2 separate regions of the Cricetulus griseus genome follow, and region 2 is linked to region 1. The links are chromatin contacts, called in public Micro-C maps. All regions are on one chromosome and are shown on one strand. Each heading gives the region's core, a stretch centred on a gene start, on an enhancer-like site or on the middle of the called end of the contact. The rest is flanking DNA. Distances are from core to core; before and after follow the strand shown.

The links. Hi-C and Micro-C count contacts between places; a contact is called where the count stands out from the background.
Region 2: a contact with region 1 is called in a Micro-C map of the CHO-K1 cell line, with 4 times the contacts expected there. The contact joins the enhancer-like site here to the promoter of Bcl2l11 in region 1. A contact is called at or near these places in 5 of 8 Hi-C or Micro-C datasets (the CHK-Q cell line, the CHL-YN cell line, the CHO-K1 cell line and 1 more).

Annotation. Positions count from the first base shown.
Region 1 is chr6:50,465,688-50,468,275 of CriGri-PICRH-1.0, forward strand. Bcl2l11 (bcl-2-like protein 11) reads right to left here and starts at 1,308. Exons shown (of 4, transcript XM_027421857.2): 1 at 1,215-1,308. It overlaps Acoxl (acyl-coenzyme A oxidase-like protein), which reads right to left. Exons shown (of 19, transcript XM_035446222.1): 18 at 1,215-1,980. The coding sequence ends at 1,792.
Region 2 is chr6:50,696,762-50,699,349 of CriGri-PICRH-1.0, forward strand. The region is part of intron 8 of Acoxl (acyl-coenzyme A oxidase-like protein); the gene reads right to left. Among named protein-coding and RNA genes, the nearest start is that of Acoxl, 34 kb to the right of the region's middle. Within about 2 kb of position 1,275, at least 2 of the 6 cell types and tissues checked have open chromatin away from gene starts, as enhancers often do. A contact at or near this core is called in the CHO-K1 cell line and fibroblasts, where this site is marked.

The sequences.
Region 1 (2,588 bases), core at 58-2,557:
CCATCCCCTTCTCTTTCGCCACAACAGCCGGGAGAAGTTGGTCTGGAAATAGAGCGCCGGGCATCCTCAGTGTGAAGACTGAGGAATCTCGATTTAAGGGCTACTCAGTCCTCATCCAGGCTGGCAGAGAGAAGGAAGTGACCTTTTCATGAACAAGTGACAGGACCTATCGCACCAATGTCGGACCATCTTGGTAATTTCGGTGTTTATTACCGGTTCTAACGTCAGCGTGACACACCACAGCCTTAGGTTAAAGTCTTGGTTCTCAAGTGATTGAGGGAGATCAAAGAAGCTACTGGTTCCCAGGGGAGCTGGGAGGCTCGCGGCAAAGCCATGTGGGCCAGGGGTGTTCGCTACAAGAGCGCACAGGGCATTGGCATTTGCAGCCAAGTAAGCGGCAACTCCAGGTCTATCCTGGCCATGGCTGCAAGCTAGTCCTGTGACTTGGCCACTCCGCATCCCACCCATGCAACCGGGTATACCGCTGCTCCGAGAGCCTCCAGCCAACAAGTCTGCGGGCTCCGCATTTCAGCCGGGAGCCAGGCACTTCAGAATCGGACTAGAAAAGAACCACACAAGGGGGAAAAAAAGTCTTATCGCCCGTTTCTTTGTAGGAGGAGTCTGCCCCGGAGTTTTCCGATTTTGCGACTCTGAGCTCGCTAAAAGAAAAATACAGGCACTGGGTGTGCTCTTATTTAGTAGGACTTAACTAGGAAGCCGGTCTGGAAGTGGAGGCTCTTGCATCACCAGCGAACCAGGCAGTTTAGGGAGCTTCCACTAAGTGTCTCATGACATGCTGGGCCCTTGCACCCTTCTCCTGCAGCGTCAGGAGAACTCCTGGGATCAGATTTGACAGCAGAGAAGAGCTACGTGGGAAGGGTCAGTGGGTCACCCGTGCCTTCCCGATGCTGGCAACCGGATGTAGAGAGAGGGAAGCGAGATGATGGCTCGATTTGAGAATGAAACTGGGCAACCCCAAAGTCAGGACATAAATGAGAAATTCATTTCCGCCTGTGTAATCTCTCCAAATTCCAAAACCAGTTTATTGCAGCTATTCCCCAGGCCTCCCTCTCCTACCCCCTCCAAGCCGCGGGAGCACTTTTCTATTGCTTAATTTATTAAACTTTACATCTACGCTTCTCTAAAGGGCGGATTACAGTTTAGCGCGGTGAAACGCTTGTCGCGTGTCGTCCTGCAGTCCGGAGATCGCCTACCTGGTAGGACCAGCTCGACTCCAGGGTCACGCTCCCCTTTCTCGCCAGCGTGTTTCCTAGCAGAGCCGGAGCAAGTCTGATTCACTAATCATCCCTTGCTGAACTTTTGCCCGCGCTTGGAGTGGGTGGAGCTTTTCTCCACCCCTTTTGCCTGAGGGCGTTTGATTTTTATGTTTTGATTTTTTTTTTTCACCCAGCACCCGAGTTTTTCGAAGTCACTAGGAATCTGAGTCACCGATGACAGCGGAGATCTTTGGTGGCACCGGGCTCTGGGCAAGACCACCCGATTGTCTGGGGATCCAGCGCCGCGGCTTGGAGAGGCCAAGGCAAGGGCCAAGAAAAGTTACCAGATCGGGATAAATTACAGTACTCCCTGGCGTCCACCTATTCTCCTCCCTGACAACCTGTCCTGAGCCTTGCCAGACTTAGCCGGACCTCCACCTTTGTGTGACCAAAACCCCCAAGGGTAGCGGCCCTGCACCTGCCACTTAGGCCTCTGCTCCAGCTCTGGGAGCTATTTGAAGAGAACTAGGTGGCAAGCTGCGGACCAGCCACTACATTTCTCCATACGCCTGGCTCACAGCTTGGATGGCTGGGAGCGTGCCCCTTCCCGCACCAGTGTTGGCGTAGGCGCCGGGTAGAAGGCCCAGGCAGCCCAGGGCTTGAGTACTCCAGCGATTGGTGCATGGAGGTTGGTGTGTGGAATGTTGAAGGCAGAGATCACTTTCAGGGCGTCATCCTTCACCGACTCGCACAAATTCAGCAACTGCAAAACACGACACAAAGGGACAGGTCGGATGTGGGAGCGTTCACGGAAGACTTTCCATCCGCCCCCAATCACTCAGAAGGGCAGAAATTCCCCACAACACAGGAAGTTATTGTTTCTAAACAACCTGTGTCTTCTTTAAAATTTCTAACTATTTGACCGCCCCACCCCCACCCCGCCAGGTCCGGCCGAAATCTAGGTTTTTCCGTGAAGGGTCTCAGGGTAAGGGTTCTTTCTCAAGATTATCCTGGTAACTAGAGACCAAGGTCTGAGAATTAACGCTGCCTCCTCTCCCTCCCTTTTCTTCTTCCCGCCCTTCTTCTCCACCTCTGGAGTGCCACCCTCTGGCGCTCAAAGGCAACTGACAAGAAGAGCCTCTGAAAAGAGGAGCGGGAGAAAAGACCAGCCCCATCTCTCCAGAAGAGTGCTAACAGAGACTGAAAGGCAGCAGGCAAGGGTCCCTGAGACTGGAATGAACCACCAAGCAAGCCAAGGCTAGGTGCTGATCACTTTCTGCGAGCTCCAACTATGTAAAATGGATTAGCGGTCGCCCGCACTCTGCTAGCTAGTGCAGGTACATCCAAATAGACTTCACCGAAGGGAGGGTC
Region 2 (2,588 bases), core at 25-2,524, 230 kb after region 1:
CACGTGTTCGGCCGCTATGACTGCCGAAAGGGGAGCTGGTCCCTTCAGTATAATAGGCAGAGAAATTCAAAATTATTACAATGGATTTAGTTTTTTTAAAAATTCCTCTGGAAACCTTCCATAAATGCCCATCATAAATGGTCCCTTTCCCCATAAAAGAACACCAGTACACAGACTGCCTCAGCCTTGTCCCTCCCTTAACCGTTTTGGTGCACAGATGCTGGGGACCAGGGAAAACTACCACTCCTAGAAAAAGTCAGCATCCCACCAAAGATCAATTAGATGGGTAGAGATCTGGATTCTAGCCCAGCCACTAGTCATCTGACATCTGACAAATTCCAGAATCTCCATTATTTTCAATATGGTCAATTTTTAAATCTTTGGTTTAGCTCAGTTGCTCCAAGGAAATATGACTGTGTATCACAGTGATCCAGGAGCAGCTGTGGGTAGGGCTTGTGCAAGACACTCAGAGGCCTATCACTTGAGAATGACCCTGCTTTTGAGTAAGAACTGGACCCCAGTGAACTGTGAGCCCTGAAAAACTCTGGGAAAATGGTTATATTGTTTTGGATCCATTATTTCTACATAACATATAAGAATCATAAATACATCCATCTCACAGGACAGCTGAGATGACAAAATGGGCGATTATACATAAAATGCTTAAAACATTGTCCCTTAACAGGAGGCTCCCAACATAGCCAGTGACAGTCCGACTGTGGCTTTTCTCTTTGGGCCCCTTTATCTATCAACCTACTAAAGCAATGGACAGGAGCATGGAATAGTGAACTGTGAAGAAAAGGGACCATGGCCCTCACAGGTGTTCGTCCTCCATGGAAATGGGTTCAGGCAGAAACACTAAGAAAAACCTGACAGCCATCAATTATCCAACCTTCTAGGTGGCACAGACAATGATCCCCCAATGACAGGAGACAGAGTTTCTATGAAGCAATGAAGCTCCCCACAGCTTGCAGCCCAGGTACTCTGTCCCAGGTAAGTAGGCTTCCAAGCTAGGTAAGGCCAGCTCCCTTCCTAGCAGAGCACAGGCAAGGAGCATTGTAAACAGTTCACAGCCATGGCAGCGTCACAGTCTCCTTTACAGCTGCTGTGTCTGTACCAAGGGCCTCAGAAAGCTGGGTTCCCAAAGGCCTACTCAGCCTCTGGTGACTCACTGACAAGGAGCCCTGATCCTTGAACTGCTGGCATGGTCACAGCATCTAATGTCCCTTTGCCACATCAGACAAGGAGTAATGCCCCAGGACTTCCCTCTCCTTCAGCACTGAAAAACTCCAACCCTGCCACGTGCTCTGAGGGTGTCCATCTGGTAAACATGACCTGGATATGTGACTCAGGAGGCATGGGCTGCATGCCAACTATAGGTTACTCTGCCAGCGATCAAGAGGCTTCTTCACTCAGAAATAACACACAATGCAATGGGGGTGGAGTGCCGCTCAGTGGCCAAACTGGTGTTCTTTGTGTAAGAAGCCCTAGATTCAATCCCAAACATGGCAGAGTGTAGGGCTTCAATTAGATCATGTTCTCTGAGGTTCCTTTCAATCCACAATACTCTTAAGGCTCTCCCTTTACGATGTATTAGCCTCAGGTCTGTCTCCATCACCACCACTTCTATCCGCCTCCCAGGATAACCCTGGATGTTCCCTCTCATAGTCTACAGTTCCTGTGGTGCACGCTGAGTCTCTGTGGGGCGTGCGCCTGTTCCAGGTCACATCTACCACCGCTGTCCCGCTGAAAAGGAAGGTATTCAGCACATATGCACGGAGCTAAGTACAAAAAGGAAATTCTTCCAAACACCCACTTCAAACACGAATGCTTATCTCTAGCTGTATTTATCTCCAGCACCTCGGACTTTATGGGAAAATACAGTAGTTAAATCTTTTAAAAGACTAGTGTTGCTGAATACACACCTACACTCCCAGTAACTAGAATGCAGAGGCAGGAGGAGCTCTGTGACTTGGAACACAGCCTTGTCTACAAAGGGAGTTCCAAACCAGCCAGGGCTTCATAGTGAGATCCTGGCTCAAACAGAAAAGACAAATGTTTAAGTTTCTGTTGTGAAAAATGTAAACACAGAGACAACACAGCAATGTGTAATTATTTTCATATCCACCCAAGGTGATACAAAGGGCTTTGTTTTTGTTTGGTTGTTCTCCTAAGAGACATTTATGAGTCAAATTATACCTTGAAGTCATCAAAATCACTCTGGATTATTTACAAGCTTGATCTTGAGCCCGGCAACCACACAGCTGACGCACTCCTGTGCTCACAGTGACAATAAGAAGCTAAATAAACTGATGGCAGCGGCGAAATCCCAGCCACTCTGACACCCAACACAGAGCAAACACACAATGGCAAGGCAACAATCTGCAAATTGGTATTTGCTGCCCTCTGGTGATCAATCCTGGGAAGTTTCGAAACCGGAGACCTGGAAGTGCATTCTTCACACAGATGTGTGCCCCCACCCCCACAACCCCACATCATCTAGGCTAAAGCCATCATCCCACTAGACTTCTGAGCATCAGAGCAGGTCCTGGTCCTCTGCTCTCCGTGTGTGTGTGTGTGTGTGTGTG